7 separate regions of the Mus musculus genome follow, and regions 2, 3, 4, 5, 6 and 7 are each linked to region 1. Evidence: chromatin contacts called from public Hi-C data. All regions are on one chromosome and are shown on one strand. Each heading gives the region's core, a stretch centred on a gene start, on an enhancer-like site or on the middle of the called end of the contact. The rest is flanking DNA. Distances are from core to core; before and after follow the strand shown. Region 1 has its middle 130 kb from the start of Gm6567. Region 2 has its middle 47 kb from the start of A730056A06Rik. Region 3 has its middle 240 kb from the start of Gm39035. Region 4 overlaps Rgma (repulsive guidance molecule family member A). Region 5 holds the start of A730056A06Rik (RIKEN cDNA A730056A06 gene). Region 6 overlaps A730056A06Rik (RIKEN cDNA A730056A06 gene). Region 7 has its middle 35 kb from the start of 4930429H19Rik.

What was found. A called contact is a pair of places that touch in the nucleus more often than the background predicts.
Region 2: a contact with region 1 is called in a Hi-C map of uterus, with 4 times the contacts expected there. The contact joins two enhancer-like sites. A contact is called at or near these places in 2 of 15 datasets of contacts at CTCF or cohesin (both in embryonic stem cells), 16 of 484 Hi-C or Micro-C datasets (differentiating embryonic stem cells, embryonic stem cells and uterus), 2 of 115 datasets of contacts at active chromatin or transcription factors (astrocytes and fibro-adipogenic progenitors) and 1 of 9 other capture datasets (embryonic stem cells).
Region 3: a Hi-C map of uterus shows a contact between it and region 1, with 4 times the contacts expected there. The contact joins two enhancer-like sites. A contact is called at or near these places in 6 of 484 Hi-C or Micro-C datasets (muscle stem cells and uterus) and 1 of 115 datasets of contacts at active chromatin or transcription factors (fibro-adipogenic progenitors).
Region 4: a contact with region 1 is called in a Hi-C map of uterus, with 4 times the contacts expected there. The contact joins two enhancer-like sites. A contact is called at or near these places in 8 of 39 promoter capture datasets (3T3-L1-derived adipocytes, cranial neural crest, embryonic stem cells and 3 more), 8 of 484 Hi-C or Micro-C datasets (cortical neurons, embryonic stem cells, muscle stem cells and 1 more), 14 of 115 datasets of contacts at active chromatin or transcription factors (the NIH/3T3 cell line, differentiating embryonic stem cells, embryonic basal ganglia and 10 more) and 1 of 9 other capture datasets (embryonic stem cells).
Region 5: a Hi-C map of uterus shows a contact between it and region 1, with 4 times the contacts expected there. The contact joins the promoter of A730056A06Rik here to the enhancer-like site in region 1. A contact is called at or near these places in 11 of 39 promoter capture datasets (3T3-L1-derived adipocytes, cancer-associated fibroblasts, cranial neural crest and 5 more), 1 of 15 datasets of contacts at CTCF or cohesin (the NIH/3T3 cell line), 15 of 484 Hi-C or Micro-C datasets (cortical neurons, differentiating embryonic stem cells, embryonic fibroblasts and 5 more), 13 of 115 datasets of contacts at active chromatin or transcription factors (the NIH/3T3 cell line, craniofacial prominence, embryonic basal ganglia and 9 more) and 1 of 9 other capture datasets (embryonic stem cells).
Region 6: a Hi-C map of uterus shows a contact between it and region 1, with 4 times the contacts expected there. The contact joins two enhancer-like sites. A contact is called at or near these places in 5 of 484 Hi-C or Micro-C datasets (all in uterus) and 1 of 9 other capture datasets (embryonic stem cells).
Region 7: a contact with region 1 is called in a Hi-C map of uterus, with 3 times the contacts expected there. The contact joins two enhancer-like sites. A contact is called at or near these places in 3 of 484 Hi-C or Micro-C datasets (nephron progenitors and uterus).

Annotation. Positions count from the first base shown.
Region 1 is chr7:72,969,557-72,973,875 of GRCm38.p6, forward strand. No RefSeq gene overlaps it. Among named protein-coding and RNA genes, the nearest start is that of Gm6567, 130 kb to the right of the region's middle. Within about 2 kb of position 2,520, at least 15 of the 459 cell types and tissues checked have an H3K27ac peak or open chromatin away from gene starts, as enhancers often do. A contact at or near this core is called in the NIH/3T3 cell line, cancer-associated fibroblasts, fibro-adipogenic progenitors and 3 more, where this site is marked.
Region 2 is chr7:73,420,642-73,424,960 of GRCm38.p6, forward strand. No RefSeq gene overlaps it. Among named protein-coding and RNA genes, the nearest start is that of A730056A06Rik, 47 kb to the left of the region's middle. Within about 2 kb of position 1,755, at least 43 of the 459 cell types and tissues checked have an H3K27ac peak or open chromatin away from gene starts, as enhancers often do. A contact at or near this core is called in uterus, where this site is marked.
Region 3 is chr7:72,539,827-72,544,145 of GRCm38.p6, forward strand. No RefSeq gene overlaps it. Among named protein-coding and RNA genes, the nearest start is that of Gm39035, 240 kb to the left of the region's middle. Within about 2 kb of position 1,950, at least 78 of the 459 cell types and tissues checked have an H3K27ac peak or open chromatin away from gene starts, as enhancers often do. A contact at or near this core is called in fibro-adipogenic progenitors, muscle stem cells and uterus, where this site is marked.
Region 4 is chr7:73,397,159-73,401,477 of GRCm38.p6, forward strand. The region is part of intron 2 of Rgma (repulsive guidance molecule family member A); the gene reads left to right. It overlaps LOC115486533 (a long non-coding RNA gene), which reads left to right. Exons shown (of 2, transcript XR_003946803.1): 2 at 1-4,319. Among named protein-coding and RNA genes, the nearest start is that of A730056A06Rik, 24 kb to the left of the region's middle. Within about 2 kb of position 2,528, at least 133 of the 459 cell types and tissues checked have an H3K27ac peak or open chromatin away from gene starts, as enhancers often do. A contact at or near this core is called in muscle stem cells and uterus, where this site is marked.
Region 5 is chr7:73,373,416-73,377,734 of GRCm38.p6, forward strand. A730056A06Rik (RIKEN cDNA A730056A06 gene) reads right to left here and starts at 2,359. Exons shown (of 2, transcript NR_040325.1): 1 at 2,102-2,359. It overlaps Rgma (repulsive guidance molecule family member A), which reads left to right and starts at 2,105. Exons shown (of 4, transcript NM_177740.5): 1 at 2,105-2,473. The coding sequence starts at 2,460.
Region 6 is chr7:73,332,634-73,336,952 of GRCm38.p6, forward strand. All of the region lies in intron 1 of A730056A06Rik (RIKEN cDNA A730056A06 gene), which reads right to left. Among named protein-coding and RNA genes, the nearest start is that of 4930429H19Rik, 24 kb to the left of the region's middle. Within about 2 kb of position 2,133, at least 21 of the 459 cell types and tissues checked have an H3K27ac peak or open chromatin away from gene starts, as enhancers often do. A contact at or near this core is called in uterus, where this site is marked.
Region 7 is chr7:73,273,550-73,277,868 of GRCm38.p6, forward strand. No RefSeq gene overlaps it. Among named protein-coding and RNA genes, the nearest start is that of 4930429H19Rik, 35 kb to the right of the region's middle. Within about 2 kb of position 2,527, at least 39 of the 459 cell types and tissues checked have an H3K27ac peak or open chromatin away from gene starts, as enhancers often do. A contact at or near this core is called in uterus, where this site is marked.

The DNA.
Region 1 (4,319 bases), core at 1,270-3,769:
TGTTACACAGGATGGCTACGTGGGAAAATAGATGGGACAAAGAATGAAGAAATGATTGAAATTCATGAAGCAGGTACCACAGAGAGCCTGCTCTTTAACCCTGGATGTGATTGTTCTCTGTGGCACATGAGACTGAGAGGACATGTGCTAGCCTAAACCGAAAGGGGATTTCTGATAAGAGATCTACACTGATGATGCTGAGCAGGACCATTTGCGTTTGTTACATCTGGTTCTCATTTACTTGTTCAACAGCAGCCCTGATCTTGAGACTCCTTACACAGATCAAACAATCAAATTTCTTTATCAGTTGTTCAATGTTTCCCAAAGGGACATGATTTGAAAACAAGGATCCAATGCAATTTATTTTTTAAATATGAATTCTAAAAACCAATATATGCTTTCTATGCCAGGCAAAGAGTAAGCTGTGGTGGTTTGAATGAAAATGGCCTTCATAGGCTCATAGAAAGTGGCACTATTTGGAGATGTGACCTTGTTCGAAGACATGTGTCACTGGAGGTGGGCTTTGAGGCTTCAAATGATCAAGCCATGCCCAGAGGCACTCTCTCTTCCTGCTGCCTGCAGGAGCTGGGTGTAGACCTCTCAGCTACTCTCCAGTGCCACGGCTGCCTGCATGCCCCCATGTTTCCCCCCACAATGACAATGAACTAAATCTCTAACCTGTAAGAAATCTCTTAAATAAATATTTCTATAAGAGTTGCCATGCTCATAGTGTCTCTTCACAGAAATAAGACCTTAACTACAACAGCAGCCGTTGACAAAGAGCAGGTAAGTGGGAAAGATAATTCAGAATTCATCAAAGTAGGCAAAGCTGTCAAGCTGCACTCGGTACAGAGAGCAGCAAAGTCAGGAGAGCTAGCGTTCTGCTTTCCTGGAGTCAGAGGTGCATCCAGGAGGGAGCTGCCTTCCTTCTGAGGGTGCCAAGCTCCAGGGCCTGGCAGCAGGCATTGTTTCTTCTAGTTCCTATTGATCCTCCCCTGGTTCAATTTCATCTCTTCCATATCTCCCCATTTCACCTTCCCGCTTTTGTGAATGATTTGGTTCATAAATTATTCAGTAAATAACCATGAATTATTCTATTTCATCAATTTTACAGCTGCTGAAGTTGATGGTTGAAAGTGTTTCTCTAGACACCTGCACGTACTCACCTGGAGCCCTGAGCACCAAACCCTACTTCACTATGGATCAGACATAGAAGCAGCCTTGAGAATCTGCTCAACTATGGCCAGTATACTTCAAGCAAGTAGTAAAAAAGGCCTTGTTAGATACTTAGTGTTTCCTCTAAAAGACAAGCACATACTAACTGTGAGACCCATAGTTAATTAGTTCTTTTTTGCCTCTGTTCCCTTTTATGTAATATAAGGCAGAAAACACTATCTAGCTCATGGGATCATTGGGGGACTGGATGAGACAATCACGGCAATTAATTTAGAATGCTATTTAGCCAATGGGAATGGCATTAAAATAAATATAAGTAAACACATTACTTGTATGGACAATCATATATGAGCAGAGAATAATGAATAATTTTAGGCGAAGATGAACACATTAACTTTTCATTGTAAAACAACATTTCAATGGTAGTTGACCTAGGTGTTTCTTCTAGAAGGCAAAGCACACTTTCTCTGGTGCTCTCAGCCTTATTAATGGTATTACCATCCATCCAGCTGAAACGACAAGTCATTACCAGCTCTTTCTCCACACTTACACCCTAGCTGTTACCTACTTCTACAATTCTACCCACTGATCAGACCCAGTCTAGTGGAAAGAGTAGACTGGGAAGGAGTAATTAATATGTAGGAGAAGGGACAAATAATTGAGAAACAACTATGACCAAGAGTGGAAACAGGGAAGTAGAGAGAGGATCAGTCAGTAGCTAGAAAAGTCTGGGCATATAGGAACATAGACAGCAAAACCAGCTGCAAAACAAGGGCTCAGAGGGAAGGTCAAGCCCTCCTGTTTATCCAGTGGTCACCAGGTACCACTCTGCTCTAACTCCCTTTAACACACTACTCCATTTGCCTCTTGTGTCTGCTGCAAGGGCCTGGTGGCTTGACTCTCACTTTGCAAATTAAGAAAGTGAAGCAGAAGAAGGTTTTGGCATCTTGCCCAAGGTCAGGACAACACTAGATTTTGAATCTTGGTCTTTCTGAATCTAAACTCTTAGCTTTCTATTTCAGTGTTCCAAAGAGAAAGCCAGCAGGTGTGGTCATAAAAATGATCAGGTTAATTCTACACCATCGGTCAGCACAGATTTAGTAAAAGCACCAGGTAGTAACTATCTTTTCAGGCCGTGTGAGCTCAGTCAGTCATGGTTACTTCCACTGGCTCTCTCGGCACAAAAGCAGCCATTAAAAAAAAAAAAGAGAAATGTCAGGAGTGAATGTGGCTGTATCCTAATTTAAAAAAAAAAAAAAACCTTGTTTATAAAAACAGAGGATGAGTCAGATTGAGCAACAGAAGGTAGGTTTGCCAAGCACTGTGCTAGACTGATTTCTTAATCAGACTTGTTTTTCTCAGACCGTACATATATCTGTACCTTCAGTCCAACTCTTAAACAACACCAAATAAAGAAGACAGGGCTGTCCAGTTGATACGCATTTGTTTGACATTTAACTAAGTCAGGCAGAGGGGAATTCATGCCAACACTTACTTTCTGCCCTCAATTCTTCTTGGTCCCCAAATGAACAAAAAGCAGAACAACAAATTTATGAGAGCATAAAACTTTTAGAACCTAGAAGATAATTCTCCCTTTGAAAATACAGTGCACTACAAGGTTGTGGAAGAGAATGAGCGGGATCAAAAGTTGCTTCAGTGGCCTTGTCAGGAGCTGGCTCTGTGACACCATAGGTGACTTCAACTTAGGGGTCATTGTTTCTGCTACAATTAGTGAAAGGAAAAGCTAGCCTAGATAACCGGCTTCCCTCTGGAGGCCCTGGCCCAGCCATATCTCCTTCAATTTACGGCCTATCTGTCCTGTGCAAACATTCCCACAGACAAATCAGGGCTTTTGACATGAGACCAACTTTTCAAGATGTAGACTGAAGCACAAAGTTTAGCCAGTGACTACCTTGTTCCTGCACCACCACTGGGTACCGTAGCTGTCCACAACAGTTAGTCTCGTTGCTATCAACAACTTGAGAGCTCTAAGAACCCTGCCGGTCACCGATCTCGTACCTCAGTCACAAACATGACTGTTGATAACTCAGATCTGGCCAGAGCTTTGACAACCCTCTGTGTTTTTACTTTCCTTTAATGGATGAGAGGCTGAGTTCCAGGAAAAAAGAGAAAGAGATTAACAATAGCCACTACACTGGATAGTTTTATTTCAGCTTGATGCAAGCCAAAGTCACCTGAGAGGAGGGAAGCTGAGTTGGGGAACTGCCTCCATAAAATTAGGCTGCAGACAAGCCTGCAGGGCATTTTCTTGACCAGTGATTGATGCAGGATGGCCCAGTCTATTATGGGTGGGGTCATTCTTGTGCTGTGTTCTATAAGAAAGCAATCTAAGCAAGCCATGATGATCAAGCCAGTAAGCAGCATCCCTCCACGGCCTCTGTATCAGCTCCTGCCTCCCTATTCTGCCATGTTTGAGTTACTGGCCTGATTTTCTTCAATGAAGAACATTGATATAGAAGTATGGGCCAAATAAACCCTTTTCTCCCCAAGTTGCCTTGGTCACAGTGTTTAATTACAGCAGTTGTACCCTAATGAAGAGAGCCACTCAGATAATATGATACTGAATTACTAGTGGAAGAGTGGTCTCCAAGATCCAGTTCTCACTGTACTGCCTCTGAATAGCAAAGCATTGTCTTTCAAATTCTATGTGTATGTTGTATATACTTGGAGAGTAATTTCTTTTCTTATATGAGTTCCATGAAACTTTCTTAAATGATTTTTTTCATACTAGAAAAAATAATTAATGCAGCTATCGTCATTATGTAGAGGAAAGGGGGACAAAGGAAGAGAGAGAGATAGAGACAGAGAGATTACTGCATCAAATCTCACTTCTGCCACTCTCTGGTGTATCTGGATTTATATTCTGATGGCAGCAATCTGCTGCTGAACACAGGGGACAGACAAATTCAAAAGCCAAGCCTGTGGTTTGCCTGTCCATTGCGTGTTTGGACTCCAGCTGGCAGCAATGATGAGGAAGATGGTAGAAACTTTAGTAACCAGCTGGAAGAAGTTGATTGGTGGTGAATGTGCCTTTGGGGGTTAAAGGCTGCTGGTCCCTCCCTCTTCTCTGCTTCCTGACTGCAGTGAGGTTAGCAGCTTCCTCTCCACTTGCTTCCATGCCA
Region 2 (4,319 bases), core at 505-3,004, 450 kb after region 1:
GAGGAACCCGCAAGACTGGGGAGGAGACGAAAGGCCAGTAAGAGGAGAAATCCAGAGAGCATTTATGCCCACCGGACACACAACCTCAGCACCAGATGTGAGGAGAGAGAGAATGTTCAAGAGCCTTGCTTGAAACAAAGAAACAAGCAAAACCACAGGCTCTTAAACAAAGACCCTGAAGGGTTGATCTAGGAGGAAAGAGCTAAATGCACCCACTCTCCTGCATTGTCAGTCACCAAAGGCCTGGCCCCCCCAGTGGTCAGTGGGATTGTTAAAGAAAACAATCCCAGGGGAACAGCATAGCAATGGCGGGGCCATTGGCCCGAGCCACACGCTGGACAGACTGTGGAAAAGCCAGGCCCAGGCAAAAAGTCCTTCACTCTCCATCAGATGAAAGTGCCATGTGACACTTGCCAAAAAAATATGTGGGGCTTGGAATTTTTTTCAGGCTCCTAAATTTAACCCACAAGAATTCTTTCCTAAATACCACACCGCTCACTGCCCTCCAGAACAGGGGAATTTGCATCTCAAATGTCCGGGGCCAGCACCTTAAGTCTGAGTGCTCCAGTCTTCCTTGTGCATGACAGTTGCTCTGAGTTAAGTCTGAGTGCTCCCATCTTCCTTGTGCATGACAGTTGGTCTGAGTTAAGTCTGAGTGCTCCCATCTTCCTTGTGCATGACAGTTGGTCTGAGTTAAGTCTGAGTGCTCCCGTCTTCCTTGTGCATGACAGTTGCTCTGAGTTAAGTCTGAGTGCTCCCATCTTCCTTGTGCATGACAGTTGCTCTGGTGCAGACCTGGGCCGAGGCCAGTCAGCCTGGCAACCGAAGAGCTTTCGCATAGCCTGTGAGCTACTCTCTCTCTCCCACTCCATCCCCAACTGCCTATGAGTATGTAGCTCAATGTTAGGGCCCTTGCCTATGGTGTGAGAGACCTTAGGCTCCTGGGTTGTGCTCCCCCCACCCCCACCAGAGCAAAAACAAGGAAAAGAACTCTTAGGCTTCTCATATCACAAGCCAGAGTTTGTAAGGGTAAAAACCAGAAAGGACTGATCAGCGAAATCTGATAACTGCCCGGGTAAATTTGGAGGGAAAACTTATCTGAAGACTGGCAGAGGTCCAGGAGAGCCAGGCAGCACTGGAGCCTGTCTCTCAGGCCCAAGCATGGCTCAGAGCAGCGGCTGGGCATGTGAGCTTGGGCAGCAGGCTGACTTGGCATCGGAGCTGGGCTCTGCCTGTTGCTAGCTGTGTGGTCTCCCTTGGATTTTTTTTTTCTTGAGCCTTAGATTCCTGATCTGTAAAATGGAATTACACGTAGCCACCTCCCAGGGTCCTGTGGAAATCTAATGAGCTAATTCCTGGCACAGATGCCCAACATCAACAAGAGAACCCACCGAAAGAGGTCCCGGTGGCAGTGGTACCCAGGAACTTAGTCATTGATGAATCCATTTGTCTCGGGACAAATCCTGTATTCTTGCTGGGGAGATAAACCAATAGTTGATACTTACATAATCTAACGACCCACATGGCAGCAGACTCCAGGAAGAGAAGCAGGTACATTCTGAGTGGCCGCCTAAGGAAGGAAGAAAAGGGATGCTCCTCTTTGGAGGGGTAAAAGGCATGTGTGACTAACTCACCACACGAGTTTCTGGAGCAAGGCATGTCAGAAGGTGGAGAAAGCATTCTACAAAGAGCAGAGTATGCGGGGGTGTGTGTGTGTGTGTGTGTGACGACCTGGAGCAGCCCAGCCCAGAGCTCATAAGACCTTGATCCCTCTCGCTGCCATAGACCTGAGAACCCTGAGCAGTGGCTGAAGAAGGTAGGGAAGCATATAGCTGCTCTCAGTCCCCTCTCATTCCTCCTTCAGGAACAGGATGGCTCCAATCCTCTGGACTCTGGTGGCAAAAAAAAAAAAAAAAAAAAAAAAAAAAAAAAAAAAGAGAGAGATCTAAACATTGGAAGAACCGGGCAGCATGTGGGTTATCTGCGGTTAGGCTGGAGTCTGTGTGCGCCTGCTGCCCTCTGCAGGACAGTTCTAGAATTACACTTACTCTGGGATGCTATGTCAGATACAGAGATGGTCCCACCTAGGGAGGCATGCTAGTGAGTTTTCTGTCAGCCTGAGTCACCTGGGAAGAGGAAACCTTAATTAAGAAAACGCCTCCATCAGATTAGCTTATAGGCAAGTCTGTAGGGGCATTTTCTTGATTAATGATGATGTAGGAGGGCCAAGGCAACGGTGGGTGGAAGGGACCACCAGGGCTGAGTGTGCCACGGAGGGCAAGCCAGTAGGCACCATTCCTGTGGCTTCTGCTTCAGTTCCTGCCTCAAATTCCCGCCCTGACTTCTCTGCATGTTTGGAAGGGCTAAAATGAAACAAACCCTTTTATTCCCCAAGTTGCTTTTGGTCAATGAAGTGAAACATGAAGACTCTTTGGAAAGACAGTTGGAGGGTGTTTTGTTAGGACAAACACGTGAAGGAATGTTTCATTAAAGTGGACACAGGTGTAAAAAGCTAAGGCGGATTCGTGAAGGAATGCTTAGCTGAAGCAGACACAGGAGAAATGATGTTCTACTAAAGCAAGCACGTGAAAGGACGTGTGATGAAGGATTCTTGGCTAATGACAGGCATCGTCCACCTCACATTGCATTTGTCGGGAAACCATGGAGAGAAATGCACCAAAAACTTGTGGCGGTGTGCTGTAGTTTGTTGCCACTTTCAAGGACTCGGGCTGACTGGATGCATGTGCTGAGGCAGGACACGTGGAGGACACGTGATGCTTGGAGGGTAGAAATAGGACTCCACAGAATGACGAAGAGAGCTTGGCTTGCTGGTACAGCTGGCTGTGTAACGCTTGTGGGTCTCTCGTCTTCACTGATCTTCGCTTCCCTGAGAGATGCACAGCTGAGAACTTCTCCCGGGGCCCCTTCTGCTGTCTGGAGCTGAGGCTGAGGCCCGGCTGTCTCTGCTAGGTAGTGTCACTGCTGTTGCTAACCTGATTCTTCTGAACTGGGCTCCTGGTGCATCTGTGAGGTAGTTTATCTGTGAGGTGTTTGCGAGTGGATGGAGCTGCCACTGCCTGCTAACCTGTGAACTGAACTGCAGATTTCCAGACAACAGACAGGAGTTGCTCCAAATAACCTTTCTAAACAAGTCCACTTCCCTCTACCCCCACCCCCATATCCTTTTTACTAACTCTGAAGGGGGGGGGGGCTACAAGAAAGGTTAAAGCGTTTAAGAACCATCATTAAAAACAGGATTTGAAAAAATTAAAGTTACAAGTCATTGTGTTTATCTCTGAAATAGAAAGCAAACATGGACAGGTTGCAGGAGTGGTCTCCATCTTCAGTGCGTCTAGTGGCCCGACCATCCTCTCTAACAATGTGACCAGCCAAGCACATATTATGTATCCTGCAGGGCCTCCATCACGGCTACCTCTGTTGGCCCTTGGTGGGGCTAACAGAACACACATCTTGTAATCTTGCTTCTTTTCTCCCTTAGGTGGCATTTTGTCTGCTTGCAGTTTGCTTGTCTAGAGTACCCACCCCACTTAAAATAAATTCCAAGAAGGCAGGCCCCATGCTTCTGTTGAGAACTCCCTCCAATGAGCAGCCTGTCCCCAGGATCTAGTTGTAATTGTGTCCTTCTGACACTGAAGCTCTTCGATGGCTCTGTCCCTGCTGGGCTCCAGAGCAAGCGGTGGCTTTACAGAAGCCTCTTGCTCAAGCCACTGGAGCTTGGTGCTGGGAAAGGCCTGACCTCTGAGAAGGACAAGCTTTGTCCTGGTCACCCCGACCTCCCCAGCTGTCCTCTGGTTCCATCCCCAACTAAGAATGGGACATTGTCTCCTGCCTGGTGGCCTTCTCTCTGCCCTGTATGCACTCATACAACACACCAATTTGCAACTGAAGCTGCTTCACAGCAGAGATAAAATGGGGTGGGGGTGGGGAGGACACACTCTGACTCCCATGAATTCCTTTATGCCACCCAAACACCACAATAGTGCCTGTAGTTAGCAGGAGTTCCAGGAAAGGCAGAGAGCTCATGTGAACTCCCCATGCTTGCTTGCTCTGAGGTATGGCAATTTACTCTGCACACACTGCAGGTGAAGACCATTGTTTTTGTTCCCAAATAAAGCCAGAAGTGTGGCCAGGGACAAGCCACTTGGACACATTAACAGTCCAGGACATGCCCGGGACCTGTCACCTGAGGGAAAGTCTCACCAGCAGGGTCTGGGCAGGGTGCCACTATGATCAGGGGCATACAGAAAGGTTTTAGCTGGTCCAGCCACATCCACAGCCTACTCCACAAAACCATGCAA
Region 3 (4,319 bases), core at 700-3,199, 430 kb before region 1:
CTTTGGACAGACCCTTTGCCATTCACATCACTGACTGTATCTACAGAGCCTAAAATGCTATCTGCTTAATAGGAGAGGCTAAGGGTTTGTTGATGACTAAACAAAAGCATGTGAAGAAACAAATATAGCAATGTGTCTGCTTCTCTGCTTTTCTTTTCTTTTCTTTCTTTCTTTCTTTTTTTTTTTTTTTTTTTTTTTTTTTTTTTTTTTTTTGTCTATGATTTGATACAAAAGCCTTTCCCCACCTGTCTCCCTTGGAAACTCTGATCCATGCAGTAACTCTGATTCATGCATTATGGTCTGTCTTAATCAGCAAGTCTGATGTAATGCCTCCCTTGGTTGTGTAAGTGAGGAAAAGATGCTGTACCTCTGTTGTCCTTGTGACTTGGGCTTTCAATGACTGCAACATGTGTAAGCATTTAAAAAGAAAATGTTCCACACACACATATTCTCAGAGCTTCAGCCTGGAGACAGGTTTTGATGGGTCTGGCTAGAGATTTGTCTGTGAATTTGTAGGGCTTTTGGTAGATGGCTGATGGGGTGACCCAGGTACCCTCCTCCCTCTAGAAGTTTGCACAGAGCCTCTGAGATGGCCGACCAGGCAGGAGGGATGACTGAAAAGGATATCTTCAAACAGATGCCCTGGCATAAGACACAATCGACTAGCCAAGTTGTTTGTCAGCCTTGGCCTCAATGACTTCTGCTTTTCTGCAAAAGGGTCCTGGAGGGGGAGAGGTATTAATTTCAGTGTATGTTAATGTTTGGTATAAAGAAAATTGTGGAAACTTACATCTTAAATTAGCCCAGCCATCCAGCTTGAGACAAAGTGCCAATCCTATCCACTAGACTATTGTATCTCCCCCTCCCCCCAAGTTCTAAATAAGTCATAAGAAGCCTGTAGATCATAAAAGAAACCTCACTGCAAAACAACTCATTCTCCCTCTCTCTCCCTCCCTCTCTCTCTCTCTCTCTCTCTCTCCCTCCAAGTCAGGAGGTCTTTAATTTTAATTTCCTGTCACATGTGGAAGGTACACTGAGTAACTGGGAAAAAGAGTTTGGATGAGCAAAGCCCCAGCTGAGCTAGTGGATAGAGGTTTGTGGGGAGTTGAGAAAATAGGAGGTAGTTAGTAAGGTGGGAAAATAAATTGATAAGCACACACACACACACACACACACACACACACACTACAAGCCCCCTTGATTGTTAAGATTAATTCTGATCAAATATATGAACCCCAAACTATTAAATTTTTTGCAATTCTTGGGTCTCAGCTATAATTGGAGTTGAATGTTCTGGGGAGATGTTTAACCGTTGTGTGGCTCCTAAAGAGAATCCTTAGACAGCCCTCCGCCTACACACAGAGACATACAGGCAAACCCACTCCCCCAATTCCTGTTTTCATATATAGTATCTTCATTTCTTACCTTCCCTAAAACAGTGTCATATTTTCTTGTGTCAGGGAATAAATGCGGGACACTGGATATTTCCATGCAAAAATACAAACCACGAGGATATAGTCCCCAAACTCTCACTTTTCACTTTGCATCCACAGACAGGAATGGCCACCATGCACTCTTTAAGCTGTGACAGCACATGATCGGGGACAATTGGCCAAATAGTGAATATTAGGGGAATTCTAAAGCCCCAGTGATAGACAAGTTGCCATCCACCTACAAAGGGTAAAAGAAGACATCCTGAGCAGACAGGGTAGGGAAAGCATCCCATGTTTTCTCTTGCTTTCTGTTCCCTGGGAGAGTCCTTGTGAGCACAAAGCCACGAAAACAATAGGCCCAGCTGCAAGGGCAGTAAGGCAATTTATTAGGGAGATGACATTTTTAATGAGAACCACTTGTGGGAGGAGAACAAAGGGCCTGTTTGGTCAGAAGGATGCTCTCCAGTCTCCTCTGAAGTGCATGAAAAAGTAATTTTGTTTTTTCCGCGTCATACTGCAAGCCGTGGAATTTCCTCACACCCCAGATGTTGTCCAGCACAGATGCTGAACAAATGGAGCAACCATCCCACGAGTATTTCAAAAAGGAAAAAAGAAAAAGAAAAAAAAAAGGTAGCTCAGGGGATTTTTATGAGTTTTGTGGCCAAGAAAATCATTAGCAAATAATGAGCTTAGGAAAGAAGGCTGCGGTTAGCAAGATGTGGCCGGACACACAAAACTGTTCACTGCCATCCGAAAGCAAACGGGGAGCTCCGTCTTCAGTAGAGAAAAATAGAAACCTGTGGGTGGAGCTGCGGTATCTGCTTCCTAGTGGGTCTGCTGAAATCAAGTCTTCTGAATATTGTTTTGGCTGGATTCTAAAAATGATTAAACACAGTATGTTTACTCTTTAAAATGTGAAAATCAGAGATTATTCACTGGTACTATTACTTCACACGCCTCCAGAAAAAGAGTAGTTCCAATGTTCTAGCCTCTTTCCTCTGAGAGCGATACTCAGTGTACGCTCAGTCAGCTCTGAACCTCCTCCCTCTCCCTCCCCCTCCCCTTCCCCCTCCCTCTCTCTCTCTCCCTGTCCCTCTCCCTCTTGTTGTCTGTCTCTGTCTCTCACCCTCTCTGTCCCTATGTCTATTTCTGTCTGTCTGCTTGTCTCTGTCCCTCTCTGTCTCTTTCCTTCCCTCTGTCTGTCTCTCTGTCTTTGTTTGCCTCTCTGTCTCTCTCTCCCCCTCTCTCCCTCTCTATGTCTTTGTCTCTATGTCTCTTTCTCTCTCTCCTTCTGTCTCTCCCTCTCTCTGTGTCTGTCTCTTTCTCTCTGTCCATCTTTCTCTCTCTGCCTCTCTGTCTCTATCTCTTTCTCTTCCTCTGTCTGTCTCTCTGTCTCTCACTCCCTCTCTCTTCATCTCTCTGGTCTCAGTCTTTCTCTCTTTCCCTCTTAGTCTCTGTTTCTTCCTGTCTATCTCTCCCTCTGTCTCTCTCCCTCTCTCTGTCTCTTTCTCCCCCTCTGTCTATCTCACTGTCTCTGTTTGTCTCTGTCTCTCTCCTTCTTTCTCCCTGTCTCTCTCTCTGTATCTCTCTCTACCTGTGTCTATCTCTGTTTCTCTCCCTTTCTCTCTCTCTCTCTCTCTCTCTCTCTCTCTCTCTCTCTCTCTCTGAAAGTGAATGTAGGGAATGCAGTATAGATGGAGATGGAAGGAAGAAAGTTCAGCCCAGTTTCTTCTTGGACCAGACATCAGGGGCTGCTCTGTGTCCTAGGAAGCAACAGAGGAATTTGCATGGGCTTTCTAAGTCAGTTTCCTTTCCCTACTCAGGCAGAAGCTTGCCTATGTGTCTTAGGAAGGCCCTGTTGCACCATGTTTCAGGTCAGAATTCAAGAACTAATGGTGTTTGAAAAATCAAAGCAAAAGCAAGCCTCTGATCCGAGTTTCAGAATCTCACAGGGGCACCATCAGCTGCAAAGGCTCCTGGCATGCAGGACCACCAAAGATATAGTACACAGGATGCAGAGCAGCTACAGGAAAGATCATGGGAGAATCCAAAAGGAAGATGCTACTATCCATGAGCTAAGTGGACAGGAATCCTCTAAAGTCTTGCCAGGCTTCCAAGGAACAGGACTCACCAGCAACATTGTCAGTATCATCTCAGCTCTACCTTTATCAGCACTCACCAAACCAGTCAGTAGTGGCAGCTCAGAATAACCTGGGAGACTTCTTAATCCCCAAAGCATATTAAGGCATGAGACCCTCAAAGCTCACAAAGATTAAGTAAAATTGTCCCAGGTCACGCAGCAGATCATGGTGAGGAAGGTTCCCAGGGCCCTGTCAGCAGCCATCTTGGTCCGTCCCACTCGGTAATTGGTCCTTGCATAAATTTATGGGCCATGCTGGCATCTGTTGGGCTCAGCAAAGCAGATCTATAAACTACCATAAACAGACATGCAAGCCATATTTTTAACCTCACCAGAGGATTGTACCAAAGAACGGTTCCATCTAGCTGGGGAAATGGTTTTAAATAAACATTTCAAAGGAAGTAAATCATCTTGAGAGATATGTCAAACAGATGGGAGATAAACAAAGTCAATGAAATTGAATCCATATATGAATGAACCCAGCAGTGGAGATGTGTAGAGGGGTAATTGGTCTAGGATTGAGAGCAAAGAGGAGATAGTAGGCCAAGGCTGAAGATCTTCCCTCTCCTCTCCAGGACCCATTTTCACCGCTGTTTGCTGATGCTGTCTCCTTACATTGGCTCAGCCACACTCAGAAGATGACAAGGTTCAGGAGCAATTAACACTTTTCACAGATCCTTGCTGCCTTCCTCAGGAGAGGGAGCATCTGAGTTGTCCCTGGCAGCTGCTGCCTCTCACAAGCAAAT
Region 4 (4,319 bases), core at 1,278-3,777, 430 kb after region 1:
CCTAAACACCCCATATCTCCCCCAAATACTGTTTCTGATTATAAAAGCAGTAGACATTTTAAAAAGCCAAAGACCAAAAAAGATTTTTTTAAAAGCACTCAAAAAGTTGTCCTCTCACCAACTCCTAGTTAGCATTTAACAGTGTCCTTCCAAACATAGTACCTTCACACTTTCCCAGATACGGCTGCGGGGAGGAGAATAATAATCTTAAGAGTTCTTCAGTGGATTGCATGGCCACAGAGAACCAAGAGCTTCCAGTCGCCCAGTTAATTTGACTGAGTGTCCTCAGGAACCATCATTCCTGATGAGGAGGCAGAGCTGGAGGAGGCGTTACACACAGCCAGTTACCCAGCAGTGCCCAGTGGCAGATGCCAGACTCCTGCCCTTTGCAGATTTTGGATAAACACGGTTGTTAAATTTGCTGTATAGCCTGTTGAAGCTCTGCTGTTGAGCTGGTGAGCCTTAAGATGTGGGTTGGGGGAAGGGAATGCTGGGGCAAGAAAGAACTGTGGGACTGTGATCCTGGGCAACCGTATGAAGAGTGGCCTCCCAGTTCCCACAGTGCATTGCAGTGCTTTCTCAGCCCCCAAAGGCCTTTCCTGTCCTTTCTGGTCCTCTAACTTTGGTTTCCAAGATGGAAACCTGGTCAGGGGGACAAGGCTGAGAGCAAAAGGGAGCTTTGGGGCACTGTCACGGGGCAGGGAGACATGCCAGCAGGGGTTCAGTGATGACTCCTGACCTGTTTCACTCATGCTAGGACACCTAGACACTTACTACAGGGCCATTCTACATAGAAAGGAGTTCAGCGTTGTGCCTCCCACCTGGATACCAGCCTGGCATGCGCTCTTCCAGTACCTGCAGACTGCAGGGAGGGAGACAGTGTGCCTCTGTGGTGGGTTTTTGTTTCTTTTTTTCTTTTCTTCTCCTCAGAGGTGTTTTGACCTGCCGCTGAGCACAAAAGCCTAGATGGCTGGAAGCAAAGTCCTGACTATAAAGCTGTCACCTCAGGTGTGAGCCTGGAGTTAGTAACAGGGGTCATGCTTCAACCAGAACCACCACAGCTCTCACCTGCAGCTTCATTGTCCTGGGAAAACCTTTCTTACCTCCCTTACCACTCGTGCCCAGGGCTGTTTTATTTCTCCCCCAAAGCAGGATGTTCCTGGGGTGAGGACCTTGTCCCTTTGCTTGACCCCCTATGGGCCCGTTACCCAGGCGTGCTCTCAGCCTTCGGTTGATAGGCAGCCTATGCCCTCCCACTATAGGGCGGAGTCAGGGCTTTCCACGCCCACCCTTCTTGCTCAAGCGCTGTTTCTCCACGGCTCCTGTGGGAGCTGGGGAGGGTGGCCTGTTTGGAAAGCTGAGGTGTGCCCTTCTCCTTGGCAGTCAGTCATCAAGGGTGCTTGCAACAACTTGGCATGTGTGGAGGCTGAGGCAGGGCAGCCTTGGCAGGGTGTGACGGAGGAGGCAGTACTGTCCTGCCCCCGGCTCTAGGAGTGGCACTTAGCCACTTCTGTCCACGCTGGGTAGGCAGTGAGTTCACCCTCCAGGGCCCGGCCCCCCAACAATTTTGCCTTCTCTTCCTGGGTCACCTGAGGTTTTCCCCAAAGCTCCCTTTTGCTCTCAGCCTTGTCCCCCTGACCAGACTCGGAAGGAAGCACGTACAATTCCCAGTAGAGCTAACGGGTGGGAAACACATTGCCATAAAGTGGCGGTTCTGGGGCCCTTAGGCTGCCTGGCCCTGGAATGTCACCCAGGAGCGGTGATCCCTTCTAGGATCTGCAGTGATAGATTAAGTGAGGCAGGCTACGCAGCACCTGGGAAAAAATCCAGTCTGCTGGGTGTGTCCCTCTCAGGATCTGGGGCCAAACACCTGGGTGTTTACGCCAGGATGATTGAGTGAAATTCTTGCAGGAGCGGCGCCAACAGGGAGCCTCGGGCATCTGTCCTTGTCCCGTAACACCCCCACTCCATCCCCACGCCCACCAAGATTCATTACTGTGGGACTAGAATAAGCAGGAGACCCCTACTTAGTGCCCTTCCCCTACCTCCTTCAGGATGCTGATGCGACCCGTTTCCAGAATCCTATCTAAGGTCTGCTTCCCGCACTAGGTGGACAGTGAGGAAAGGGACACGGAGACTTCAGACTTCAGGGTTGGCCCCTCCCCGAGGCAGGCAGACTTATAGAAGATTCCTTCCACCCGCCTGTGTCCTAACTGAAGCTATTGCCTCTTAAGTCCTACTGTTCACTAAGATAGAGCACCGGTGCTGGGGCTGCCTGCCGCTGGGGCTTTCTTTCGGAGCTCGTCACTGGCTGAGGTCATCTTGCAGGTGCTTCATTCCTAGGCTTGCCAGGAAGGTGAACTCCCCTCCCCCTCCCAAGGGCGGTTCCACCGAGGGAGCTAAGCTTGGGAACCGTAAGGTTCCAAAAGGCCGAGGCACACAGCAGGACACCGCTTACACTTCAGAGTGCCAAGTGACAAAGGGAACAGAAAGAGCTTGCTGAGCTTACAGTACCTCAGAGCCACTCACATGCAAAGAAGCTAGAGGCCGGAGGAGAGCAGAAGGGTGGTGGGAACGCCAGCAGTGGCGACTCCAGGGACACCTTTCCTTTTTCATCTAGTGCCCCCTGGTGGCAGAATCTATCAGGATGCCAGCCGATTAGCGGGCGTGGGGGCTGGGAGGGGGACGGGACGATTCCTGTTGCACCGGCAAAGGGCAGTGATTTGAAGTTGGGCAATAGCTGCCTCTTGAGAGTCTTCACTGATAAGGCCATGCCTCCATCCAGACTTAGATGAAACATTCCAGAATTCGTTAAGGCCAGCCCCACCTAAGCACAGAGTGTGTTCCGAGAACGGCGTCCATCACAGTTCCCAGCGCACATCAGGAGCCAGATCTCCGAGCAAGTAAATCAGTTCAGACAGTCGCTGTGCAGGCAGAGTTGGAAACGTCTTGACCCTGGAGCTTATGTTCCAAGGGATACTTACCTCTTTAAGAGAAGGCAAGGCTGTCTCCCTCCCGTAGTACCCTGCCCCTCCCCTAGGCCTCTGAAACCTGATCTAATCCCTTTGCACGCGGGTAATTTATTGGTCTATTGGGCTTTTCTTGGTGGCAAATTACATTGTCTTTATTCCTAGGCTCTGGCCCCGGAGTGCCTCGAGGAATTCCTAAGACTCCTTTCTCATGGTTGATCCTTCACACCCCCTCTGGGCCCCGGCAAAATAAGTTTTATTGGGATGCTTTGTCATGCAAACAGGGTGGTAATAAGCAGGCTATTATTCCGAAAGATTGGGCTTGATTAACAGCTCAAAGGAGGACTTGAGAACAAACGGATCTGTTGCTGTACTAGCAGAGCAGATTTTTTTTTCCTTATCATGCGGGTCCATTTAGTATTCTGAGATCCTGCTTTGACTTTCTGCCTCCCAGAGGGGTTGCCATCCACCGAAAAGTAATGACATCTGAGCCTGAGCCATGTGGCTCAATCCAATTGGGAGGCACTGTGGAGCTCTACCTTTAAAATGTGAGTGGCCAGCTATGAGCGCATACATGCTCCCTGAACCCTGGATACATGGGAGACCCAGGGTTCCACCAGACAGAGTTGGACACAGGTGGGGTTGGGCGGGGCGCGGTGTACGCATGACATCTGAAGTCTCAAAAGATGCTTTCAGTGTGAGTGCTGTTCTCGGAACACACTCTATGCTTAGGCGGGGCTAGCCTTACAAATTCTGGAATGTTGCATGATGGTATCAGCAAAGATTATCAAGAGGTGCAATTCACCGGGTAGTGTGAGAGTCAACAGGGACCCAAGAAGCTTCCTCAGCCCCACAGTGATTAGAAATAGAAGAACTGAGTGAGAGAAAGACAGAATCAAGATGAGGAGGGCCTGTTTATGGGAGATTGATGGACCGATGCGGGAAAGATGTGTCCTGTAGCCACCTTCCTGAGGCCCTGAATGAAGCTGGCCAGGTTACTCAAGGCTCCCAGAGGAGCAGCTGCCAGAGAAGGTAGCACGGAGAAGGAAGCCTGGGGCACCTCTGTGTATATCAGATACCGAAAGTGGGGTGGGGCCATTACATTTTAGCCTAGATCTGGGGGGTTCTACAGGAGGGCACGGAAAGAACTCCCCGAGAAGCAGCTGGAAGCATCCGGGACAGGAAGCACCCTTTCTGCCCTAGCGATTTTAGGACATGTTCAGGGGGTTCCTGTGGGTGAGTCCAGACAGGGCCACCGTTTCTGCAGGCCTATGGACTCTCTTGGTCCAGATATCATTCTCAAGATTATAGCTGAAGATTGGAGGGTTAATGATAGTTCAAGACAAACAG
Region 5 (4,319 bases), core at 1,109-3,608, 400 kb after region 1:
TCTAACAATGGCTTTTGAATTGTGAAATGTTGGTCATGTCCAAAGAGCATTTTAAAAACCCAGGGGGTGGAGGGAGGTCGGCCATGGCAGCTGCCATCTTCCAGTAACTCGCCAAAATGGCGAACACAAAGGGAAAGAGGAGAGTCACTGGGTACATGTTCTCTAGGCCTTTTAGGAAACATGGAGTTGTTCCTTTGGCCACATACATGCAAATCTACAAGAAGGGTGATATTGTAGACATCAAGGGAATGTGCACTGATCAAAAAGAAATGCCCCATAAGTGTTACCACAGCAAACCCAGGAGAGTCTACAATGTCACTAGCATGCCATGGGCATAATTGTAAACAAGCAAGTTAAGGGCAAGATGTTGGCCGAGAGGATCAATGTGCGGATTGAGCACATCAAGCACTCAAAGAGCAGAGACAACTCCTGAAGCGGGTGAAGGAGAACGATCAGAAGAAAACGGAAGCTAAGGAGAAGGGCACCTGGGCTCAGCTGAAGGGCCAGCCTGTGCCATCCAGAGAAGCACTCTTTGTGAGGACTACGGAAAAGAGCCGGAGATTTTGGAGCCCATTGCATGTAGATTCGTGGCCTAATGTACAAAAAGGAAATAAACGACTAAGACTGCAAAGTGTTAAAACAAAACAAAACAAAACAACCAAAACCCAAGGGGGAGGAGGAAGAAAATGACCCAAGTGATAACAATTATTGTGCCTCTGCTATACACCAGGCTCTCCTGGGTGCTGAGGATGGCATGATGACCCCAAGGTGGTTCCTGATCTCTTGAGTATGATGAGAAGGCCACAAATAAAGGTATAATTACAGATTGATGTCAGAGCTAGGGAAAACAACACCTGGGATTTGAGAATTGGGGACAGGGTTGGAGGAGTGTCCCCAAGCAGAGGATGATAGAGTACAAAAAGGAAATGTAAACACACACACACACTTTCTTGTACAACTCCCTTATTTATAGACAAGGAAACTGAGGCTCAGCAGACCTAAAAGATTTGTCCAAGGTCGAGGCTAATTTTAGAAACGGGGCCAACTGCAAGGCCCAATCCCTTCCTGCTAAAAGCACATGGAGTTTATTTATAGCTCAGTTATAGACTAGTCTAATTCATTTGGCCAATAAACGCAGAACATTGAGTTCAAAACCACATCCCTTAAGACCACAGCATAAATAACGACGAGGGTCTTAATACGGACGATACCTTTTCATTAAATACAGAGTTCTCATCCTATCAAAATTCCAGCGCTTGGTTCAGATTAAGAGAAGATCGGGTCGTAACCCCTGTATAAAATATCCTGGCAGCGCTAACTGTTCAGTGATAATTTGAGTGTGAGCTGTGTGTCCCGGCTGACTTCACACCCCAGCTAGGGTTTCAGACCTATACGTGGTGTTGGGGTGAGACCCTGGAGATGAGCTGCTGGCGGCTGGCTGTGCTCTCCACTGTGTGCGTGAGCTGCATGAAGAATCCTTTTGAGAAGCCCGGAGTTTCCTCTGGCAATCTATGCGAGAAGGGTGCGGGGCGGGGGAGGAAGACGCTGTGACCGGAGGTTACCTCTGAGCTGGACTGCAGAGGGAGGGGTGGGGGAGTACAAGACAGTCTGTTTACTCCAGACTGCGTGTATTCGCGCACTGTGCATGCAATATACATATTATTTATTTTTTCCAATAAGATTCTAAATAGGAGTAAAATCCCTATAGAACAAAGGTGACTTTCGGCAGATGTCAATATTTATCCACGATTGGAAACCTCTAACCACCGTAGGCTCCCAGGTTGAAAACGTGGACTCCAAGCCACCTGGCTCAGGGTTAAGAAAGTTGGATGCGTTAGCGGAAGGGAGGGTCGCTGCACTTGCTGCTCGAACCCTGGGATCGCGAGCCCGCAGGGAGAGTGTGCGCTTTCTGCAGGCTCACCCCCTACGTCCTCACACACCCACTAGCGCGGATCAGCAAGGGTGGGACCGCGGCGGGGCGGGGCCTTTGGAGCCCAGACCCCACCCCTCCCCCTCCCTCTGCTCCGCTCCGCCCGCGCTCGCCCCCCCGCCCGCTCCCGGGGTGCCCGGCCCGCCCCCTCCCTGCCGCGCGCAAACGAACCTCGCGACGCCGCGCTCAGCGGTGGCGGTGGCGGCGACAGGCCGGGCGAGGCAGCAGGTTAGCCCGGGCCGCCCTACTCTGCAGGCGTCTCGGAACTGCAAGCTACGCCGCCCGAGCCCTGCGCCCGGGAAGCACTGGCCAGCCGGCCGCTCCTGAGGCTCGCTCCTCCAGGCGCTCGCAGGCATGCAGCCGGGGAGCAGGCGGAGCGCCCCGGGTCGCTACTGAGTCCGCTGAGCTGCGGGGACCAGCGCCAGCCGGGCCCCTCCCACCTCACCCAGGGGCCCACGAGCGACCGCCCTACACCTAGTCTTCGCGCGCAGCCCCGCCAGCGCCAACCCCCCGCGGGCTGGAGGGGCTCATGCAGCCGCCAAGGTAAGCGCGGACAGCGGGGGCACGGGGTCCTGAGGTCCCCAAGGCGCTGCGGACACTTGCGCTCCGCCGCCTCACTGATTAGTGGCTCCCCCAACCCGGTGTCTCATCTCACACACTTAGGGTTTTGCCTCGGATGACTCGCCTTCGCACTTGGCAGCAGGAAAGTTTTGTGGTTTGGTGTTTTTTCTTTTCCCCCAGCCCCCTAAGATGCTGCCATGAGGGCAGTAGGCGCTGCGCGTGGCTGGGCAGACCCGGCGCCTGTCCCACCCACTGTGTACCGCCTGGAGCTCTCTCTCCTGCGCGGCCACCTCTTCCGGAGGCGAGAGCCCCCCTGACCCACAGAGCTCTTGACAGATCTGATCACCCCGCTGACCCACGGTGAAACCGGATTCTCTCACTTAACCCAGGCCCGGGTTGCAGAAGCTGGAAATGAACGCACCTGCCCCGGGGCCGTCGGCATTGTACATTGTACAGTGTGAGTGACCCTTGCTTAGGAGCGTCCGGTGTGCTAGACTTGGGGTGGTGGCTAAGGGGCAAGGGTCCCAAAAGGTCCGACGTTCCTAAGAGGAAGGCAAGGCACCACGAGGACTCAGCGCCTGACTTGAGCCATGGCTCATCCCTGAGTGTTAACTAGGGGTAGAGGGACAGGTGTATTGGGGGACCGGTGCAAATATGAATGACACTTGGATGCAACTCTTGATTGCATCTTACTAGAGTAGTTGCATTAGATTTTCTCGACGAGGGAGTCAGTTTCCTGAGACTGGAACTTTAATGGGAGCCTGTGTGCTGTTATTATGTGGTGTGGTTTCGGAAGGCGTTGGATTGTATTTATTTTATAAATTGGGTGTCTTGAAGCGGATGGATTAGGGGAAATATCGCCATCTAGCGGAAATGGTGATCTGTACCTTCCTCACAAGCCATGAAGTTGGGCGTTCTCAAAGTTCCCCTATATGAGGAGATGGAGAGATGGGAACTAGCCAACGTGTCCAGAAAGACTGTTTCTCTAGTGCTCAGGCCATCCTGTAAGCGGGGCTTGAGCACCCGCTGCCCGGAGCTTAGCTCTCAGGACCGAATGACGAATTGTATTAGTGGCAGGATATCACCTCCAGGACTGCCATTCCCTTCTGTGTAGTTTTGGGTTCTTCTAGCAAAAATAAAGTAAACGGTCACCTGCCTTTGTCCCTAGGCATCTGGTCCAGGGATCTGGCAAGCCTGTCACGGTCACTTTACTACTCTCTAGTTCATCTGTACCTATATAGTGATTTGTGAAGTTAATGTTAAGCCCTGACTCTTAGAAAAGAGATTAGATGCTAAAGTGTGCTCTTAGGGTAACTGAAGAACGGGAAAGAGCGTCATGCCATCTCCACTGAAAGGGAACAGTGTACCCCCAAATGGCCTCTTGGTTTTTTTGTTTGTTTGTTTGGTTGGTTTTGTTTTGTTTTTTGTTTTTTGTTTTTTTCACACACACAAGGGGAAGAATTTCTGCTGTTCAGGCAGGCCTACTTCCCGGAATGACTGACAGGCAGGATGGCAGCAGTTGGACAAAGGCTCTGGGTGGGGCACCCACGCATCCCGGCGGGCAGGCTGCACGTTCTTTAATGGCTGGATTTGCTGCCACCTTCCAGGCCTGCGGATACTAGCAGGGAATGAGTTCTCTGTGTGAAGGGCGCTCCGGCTCCTTGGAGGGCATCCTGGCTTTCTGCCTGTGATAAAGCGCTTTCTCCGAGAGGCTCCTCTGGGCTTCAGTGGTAGTAAGCAGGGATCCGGCCTCTTTCTTTGCTCTTTTCTCGTAGGTCTTATGTGTCCCAGGCTGTTATTTACTTGTCTATGGAGCCAAAAATGACCT
Region 6 (4,319 bases), core at 883-3,382, 360 kb after region 1:
TCGAGCAATGTGTTGTTCCCAGGGCACTCCACATATTAATGATATCATGGAGCAGACGCAGATACCTGCCCATGCACCAGGAAAGTGCCTGCTCCATCGTCAAGGCCACCTGGAATTCTTTTTATATATATGTATTTTTTATTAGGTATTTTCCTCATTTACATTTCCAATGCTATCCCAAAAGTCCCCCATACCCTCCCACCCACTCCCCTACCCACCCACTCCCACTTTTTGGCCCTGGCATTCCCCTGTACTGGGGCATATAAAGTTTGCAAGTCCAATGGGCCTCTCTTTCCAGTGATGGCCGACTAGGCCATCTTTTGATACATATGCAGCTAGAGACACGAGCTCTGAGGGTACTGGTTAGTTCATAATGTTGTTCTACTTATAGGGTTGCAGATCCCTTTAGCTCCTTGGGTACTTTCTCTAGCTCCTCCATTGGGGGCCCTGTGATCCATCCATTAGCTGACTGTGAGCATCCACTTCTGTGTTTGCTAGGCCCCGGCATAGTCTCACAAGAGACAGCTATATCTGGGTCCTTACAGCAAAATCTTGCTAGTGTATGCAATGTTGTCAGCGTTTGGAAGCTGATTATGGGATGGAACCCTGGATATGGCAGGCTCTAGATGGTCCATCCTTTTGACACAGCTCCAAACTTTGTCTCTGTAACTCCTTCCATGGCCACCTGGAATTCTAAAATAACCTTCATAACAGGATTTTCCTCTTTTTCTTCTCTCTTATTTTCTTGTTACAAAAGAATAGACGGGGCTCTAAAAAAGATCATATGTTAAGCTGTGATCACACAACTAGAAAATTCCGGAACCAGGTTTGAATCTTGTCCCGTTTCACTAAGGAATGTAGTGTTACTTCTACTCCATTCGCCCCTGCCAGAAACAGCCCGGGGAAGCCAAGTTAGGAGATGCATACGTAATTGAAAGGAGAGCCACGCCTGTGTTCCCTCCAGCTCCTGCTCACCTGACCATGAACAAACATGCTTCCACATTTCAATGTGGCCCTCTCTGCCCTTTGACAGACAGGCACTCAGTCTCCAAATGACAGTTGCTAAGGGATCCAGGAAGCACAGTTTGTCACTGTAAGTGATCTGGGGGTGGGAGTGGCAGAGGCGGTGGGCAGAGAAAGAACTGCAGACAGCTCAAGGCAGAGTTGGGGGTCCAAGTGTCTATCAGTTCAGCCATTCCCACTGTGATCCTCATACCCATGTGCCACGTGAAACAGCAGACGACAGACACCTCACTGCCTTCCACCCTTACAGGCCAGACACACAGACCGACAGCCGGAAGTAAGCATGGCATCCGCCCTACCCAAGAGAGAAAAAGAAAGCAAAGCAAGCCATTCCTTCCCTCTTAATGTACTGGTGGATGGAGGATTGCCTTTCTCATCAGGAGAGAACAGCAAGGCCTGTGAGCATAGGCTGTGTCGAGGAAGAAAAGTGGGTGCTGATTGGCCTTGAAGCTGACGCATTAAACTGGCTAGATTTCTCCTAACTCAGAAGTCTGCAGATGAGGCGGCCTTCACAGCTCTGCCTTGTGGCAGGGGAAATGTCGGACAGCAGGCTGGCAGGAGTACCAATAAGCTGGCCGTATTTGTCACTCTTGATCATTTTGTCATCCTGATTTTCTGCAAGCATGTATCACTTTTATAAATAAGAAGAAAGGTTAAGATGCGCACTGACTACTAGGGGGTCGGGGTCGTATGGAAAGGAAAAGCTTGCCATTTATGGAAAGCCAGGAGCCAACTGTGACTTCTCATCTAAAGGCGGCTTGAACTCATCACCGCATATCCTCGCAACTGCCAACTCCATAAACACGTTAGCTACAAATCACATTAATAACGCTCAGAAGAAAGCGAAGCTTTTATCTGGGAGCTCGCAGATGCCACCTTTGGGGGGTGGAGTCCTATTCCAAGTGAGGATAGCACACCCGTCTTTATATGAGGAGGCGATCAGCTACCTGCCCCATGCTGGCTCCTGAGGAGCAGTCACCGTGCCCTGCCCAGAACCTCTGATGCGCGCACTGTCCTGGGTTTTCCAATCCGATGCTAAGTCTAGCTCAGAAAGAGTAGTCTGTAACTGGTGTCATCCATAAATAATGAGGACCTGAGATTGCCTCAGATTCAAACACATGCGCTTATGATCTCAGCAGACGCCTGGATCATCACAGATGCTCTGTCCTAAAAAGGCAAGCTTGGGGCTCTGGAGCAGTGGAGGATGGATAAAGGCTTTAAAAGAAACTTTATCCCTGAGAATCACAGTGAAGCCAGCCAGTGTGCCCCAGCACTAGAGACAAGTCCAAGGCCAGTGGTCTTGGGAATAGTACTCTCTGAGGTCAATTAAGGTCATCCCAACTCCTTGGCAGGACCCGAGCATTTACTGAAGAGAAGCCCAGGGATCTTTTCTTTGTCAGCACTCAGGAGACAAGCGCCTGGAGCCAAGCCCCGAAGCTATCAGCAAGCCGTTCTTAGTCAAAGGCTGGCCACCTTCCAAGGCAAGGTCTAGGGACAGGTGGCTGCGAGTACAGCCTCCCTCCGAGCTTCATCCCCACAGGCATCCAGTTTTTCAACACTCCCAAGCAGGGCCTTCCAGAGAAGCCATGAGGCCCAAGTGACCCCTGATTTCAAAGGCTGCGGTGAGAAGATGGCACAATTCTTCCCCGTGTGTTCTTTTCCATAAGGTGGCAACACCGTCCCCACAATCATGGGCTAAGAGGCAGATGGGCTTTCACGAGCTGTGGAGAGATGAATCTGTCTGTTAACCAGCAGCGCAGCATTTCTGTGTTTGCTGCACACAGACTTCCTTAACCTAATGGAAGTGCCCTGCATGGACGAGTGGCCTTAGGCAGTAGTTAGGCTACCAGGGAGGCTCCTCCACAAATATAAGAAAGGCTTGCCTGTGTCACAACCCCTAATGAAGCCCCCATGCTCCCAGTCCCTTGTGCCTTTTCTTGGACCCAGAGGCTACACACCCCACTCTTGGCAACATCCTTCTAGAATCAGGTCCATTTTTCTGAAAACTGACCATCCAAATCACATTTTACCAGACCTCCTGCATAATCTCTAGTGACCTAAGGATGCTGTTGTCATGGCCTCCTGTGAGCACCTTAGGCTATGACAATGGCCTCTCAACACTGCCTCTAGAGCAGCAGCGGAACCCAAACAAACTCCGACTAAATGACAGAATCAAAAATCCCCAACCTTGTACATACATATCTCTCTCTTTTAATACCATTTGTATGGAGAGTTCTGAAACCACCCTGGCTACATTTGGATGGTGTTTCCTACCCTGGTTCTCTCTCTACCCTCCTAGCTCTTGAAATCACACCCAATACCCCACACTGCGATCAAAGAGGACACAACTACTGTGCACTTTGGTCCATTGCAAAACTGATCAGCTCCAATAAAAAGCTGGCATTTTACATAAAGTAGAAACAGGGCACAGTGCAGAGAGCACAGTGTGGTGTGGCTTCCTGATAGGCACAAGAACTTCAGGGAAATGGCTCTGACATTCACAGATGATGTCCTAGCCATTGCGCAAGGTCCTCTTTATGGAGTCTTAAAGATGATAGTTTACGGTCAGGTTGGCTGAGGTCTTTATCATCCAGCTCCCTCAACGAGCAACAGCCAGAAGCATCTAACAATGGTTTACTGAGTGAGTGCCTGCTTTAAACAGGGACCTGACGAATGAGATTTGTCTCCAAGGCTTTCAGATTTGCTAAAAATATTCTCTGCTTCACAATCAGGACTCTTTTAAAACAATAGATAAATTTTGCTCCAGTCTTCCCGCAGGAGCCCACTGGGTGAAAATGTACGTAGGGAAATAAAAGCTTCCTTCACTGGCCTTGCAGATTTTCTGAAAGACTTTGTCTCCAAGCTGGCTCAGGAGCGAGTACTCATTAGATGCAGCACACAGCTCTGACTCTCGGAGGCCCAGCTTCAGGGCACGCTGCAATCCATCACCCCTAGGAACCTGTCCAAGCTGAGCACCAGAGGCTGGAGGAAGTGTGCACGGCCACAAGTCTTCCTCCTCCCTACAAAGCTTTCCTAGCCAAGGGAACAGGACAGCTTGCTAACCCTTCTGACGCTCAATTTCTTTGTGGGCAAAGAATATACCAGGCCATATTGAGAATACTAAAGACAAGCCTCCTGAATGTGTTCAAGGAAGACTCCTTGAGTGCTTTTCTTCCACCTATGAATGGACTGGTTAAGACAGATAGACTACCATATGGATCTGACAGGAGAGATGGAAGAGGAGCAGGTAGGTAAGAAACATGTCAGGAGATTTGTCAGGCTGGGTGGCATGAAAA
Region 7 (4,319 bases), core at 1,277-3,776, 300 kb after region 1:
AGGCCTCAGCCGAATCAGCAGGAGGCAGCAGCAAGAACCAGGAGAGACACCAGAAGTTCTCTGCTGTGCCTTTCTCAGTGAAGCAAAGATCAGCAAAGACTCGAGACCAACAAGCACTGCACAGCTAGCTCTATAAGAAAGCCTAGCCCATGCATCATCACTTTCGGTGGAGTCCTATTTACACTTCCTCCAAACATCACCCTTCACCCGTACTTTATAAATGCAGAAACAGAAGTACAGAACAGCTCTTTTTAACTTCCCCCAAGATATTCCAGCTTGAGTGGGCAAGTAGTTCCTTGAGTCGAGGAGCTGGTGACTATTGAGGGACGTGGATGAGAAGATGGGATATGAAGATATGAAAGATATGATTCAAAAGATATGAAAGCAGGAAGAAGCTGGATTGTAGCCATCTGCACATATCATGTTAGGAATTCACACACAATTTAACGAACCCTGAAAAAACAAAAGATGATGCAGGGAGCTGGAAAGGACTCCAGGAAGTTGGTGCCATGTCCCACATGGAAAATTTTAGAGCAAGCAAGGTTGGGGGTGGAGTTCCAGGAAGCTAGTCAGATGATGTGCCCTGAAGTGGGAGATAGGAGCCAAGGTAATTCCAAGAGCCATTGGTATGGTAGGTCTAGTCAACCAGGCTCTACTAGCAGACATGATTGATTAACAGAGGTGAAGCAGGAAGGGACAAAACATAAGAGGGGACTTCCACAAAATCATGGGTTCCATGTCAATGGTGTGGACTACCAGAAGAATTCTATGAGAATGTTCAGTAGGGACTAGGTCTTATCTTCCACTATTTGTGGACAGAAGGCTAACTCAAAGTCTGCTGAAAGTTTACTCTCTTAATGTGACCAGAATGTTCCCAGGGACTGGCTGCCTCATCCACGTAGTGTTTGGGAAGAACTGTTGTTTGCTGTGGAAAGCACTGCTGTGGAGAGCATTGTGCCTGAGTCCTCCTAGCCTGTGTGCCTAACCATTTCTTTTTAATTTTTTTTCACATAAATGGATGTTTTGCCTGCATGTCTTAGCTGTGTGCCTCAAGCATACCTGATATTCTTGGAGGACAGAGGAGGGCATCCAATCCCACGGGGGCTGGAGTTACAGATAGTTGTGAGCCATAATGTTGGTGCTGGAATGGAACCCAGGTCCTCTGGGAGAGAAGCCAGTAGTCTTACCAGCTGAGCCATCTCTCTGGCCCCGTGGATTCCACTTCAACAGTGACTGGTTTTGGTCCTCCCAGGAGGGAGTTCTGATCCCACAGGCCCTGGTGAAAGATGACTAGATGAACTTCGCTGGACTATTCTTCCTTTACTCAACATCCTGAATTTTCTCTTAAACCCCAACTCAGATTTGATCCCAGACATATTTGCCCAACACTTTAAAATCACATGTGAGATATTAACGAAATTTAATCTGTATCTGTCTTATTCTTTCATGCTTAACGCATTCGCACACTGTGGACAAACAGCTACTTGAAATCCAGAAAGCCTTTTTTGGACATTTTATCTTTTGTCTCACACATAGGAAGGAACAAGCTGCTAAATATAAACAAGCTTTTTCTCTAGGAGGTTTAAATCTGATTTTAAAGGTGTTTTAAGACAGAAGTAAGAAGGGGATAAAAATTCAAGAATAAGGGGGCTGAAGAGATGACTCAGTCAGTAAAGTGGTTGTATGGACCTGAGTTTGGATTCCCTAGCACCCAGGTAAAAAGCCAGATGTGCTAGCATAGACCTACAATCCTAGCATTGGTGAGGCAGGGACTGGGGGCTTCCTAAAGCTCACTGACCTGCTAGTCTTGCTGAATATGTGAGCTTCATGTTCAAAAAGAGAGCCTGTCTTAAGAGATAAGGTAAATAATGATAAAAGGAAGACACCCACATCTGCTTCTGGCCTCCATATACACGTGCGCAAAATGTGCACATGTGTGTTCGAGCACACATACATATATACATACACACAGACACACACACACAAACATATACATACTCGTACACTTCAAACATACAAAAGCAGAGAAGGAAAGAGAGAGAGAGAGAGAGAGAGAGAGAGAGAGAGAGAGAGAGAGCGCATAAAGCATTGTAGGAAAAGAAAAACTGAAGCACTAAAGCCAGGGGTGTGGTGGGAAATACCAAGGTCACGAACACCATGCCCCATCGCTACCCCATTGACTTCGTGTCTCTCCATGGGAAAACACATTTTCTCAGTAGATAAAATCACTTGAAGATGCCAAAAGAGCAGACACGCTGAGTGACAGGGCTGCTACTTGGTGGATATTTCCAACCATTCCGAAAGGCTTATCTGTTAGTCACCCTGCTGTCCTGGACTGACCTGTGCCCCGCACCCCCCCCCCCTCCGGGGGTTCTGTCCCTGCAGGAGAGATCGCTGCTGGTGCATGAACTGTTTGAGATTAAATTATTTTTATTTGGGAAGTTTGCCCCTTCTCAGGAGAGAAACAGCAGAAGTAACTCTGACTCGGTATTTATTTTACAGCTGCTGACACATCCCAGGGTTATGAAAGATGTCTGCATTCTTTCCCTCTCATTTAGCCAACACTTTGGAGAACTCACTTTTGGGCTCTGCTCTTCGCTGCTCTCTTTCTTTCGAGAACAGACTGACCTTGGCGGTCTTCTTTTCTGCTGAGTCATGCACCCAGCACCCACCCCTGAGCCATGAGCTTGTGGAGATTTGAGGCGCTAAGTAGCCAAGCAGCTGAAGCAAGTGCTTCTGGAAGGAGGAATCCTCAGCTGGAGAAACTTAGGGCAAAATGTAGCTTTTGTATCCAGACCTAGGATCTCCGAGCCCCCTCTCCCACCTCCAGTCTCTCTGACCACAGCCCCAGTTGTTTAGGGACTGTGGGACCCCCCAGTGACAGAAGGGTCTCTTGAAGAATTCACTTGGGCAACTGGATGATAACCAGTGTATATTACTTTGGGCTAAAGTCAGTATTTTGTAGATAAAAGTTATTCTCATAATACAGTGTACACCAAATAACTGAAGCCAGATTCACCAATCTGACCAGGACAGTAAGATAACAGGGCAGGAGGTGGTCTGTTTTAGTCAATGTTCAATTGCTGTGAAGAGACACCATGACCACAACAACTCATATTAAGGAAAGCATTTAAATGGGGCCAGCTTACAGTTTGAGAGGTTTAGTCCATTATCATCATGGTGGGAAACCTGGCGGCATCCAGGCAGACATAGTACTGGAGAAATAGCTGAGAGTTCTATATCTGGATCCGCAGGCAACAGAAAGAGAGAGACACTGGGCCTAACTTTAGACTTCAAAATCTTAAAGCCCACCCCCAGTGACACACTTCCTCTAACAAGGCCACAATTACTCCAAAAAGGCCACACCTCCTAATCCTTTCAAATAGTGCCACTTCCTAAGTGTTCGAATATATGAACCTACAGGAATCATTCTCATGGTCCAAAAAATGTCCTAAGCCATCTCACTTCAACTGTTCCATCTTGTTTGTATCAGCTCCTCAGCTCTTATGTACATGGAGATATTTAAAGGGGATTTGCCCAGAGATTTTGATCTGCTGAAACCAGCTTTGGTGACATATCGTATATGCATGCACATACACACACATACACACACACACACACACACATACACACACACACACACACACACACACACACACACACACACACACACACACATGCAGGAGAAGAGCTGTATGATGGTTGCTGGCTGGTTTTGTTTTGGTTTTTGGGTTTATTTTAGTCTTAGACTAAGGAACTATCATCATTTTTTTAGTATGTTCTTGATGCTACTTACTTATTAATATGCCCCAAGGTTCTCCCACATAAAACTTGAAGTGTCTCAGGAGGGGAAAAGCATAAAATAGGAAAGCTGTCAGAAAAGAACATCACAACCAAAGAAATGTAATTTGTATTGGAAAGCATAGGCAATCCTTCAAGATGTCGCCAAGGACCCACCATCCTTCATTGTCTGCGTCTAACATGCTCTGAAGTTAAAATTCGGGACAGAAATGAGGGTGCACACAGTAACCATGTCAGGAGGATATAATGAACCTCATTAAGTATATTCCTAAAGTCTTTCAGTCTCCCGGGAGTCTTGGAGCTCAGTGTGGGAAGAGCAAATGAGACATCCAAGAAAAAGACAAAATGTATTGTCAGGTGGTGGTGGCGGTGGTGGTGGCAGCTGTGCCCACCTTTGATCCCAGCACTCAGGAAGCAGAGGCAGGCTGATCTCTTGAGTTCGAGGCCAGACTGATCTATAAATTAAGTTCCAGGACAGCCAGGGCTGTACAGAGAAAGCCTGTCACTAGAAACAAAAC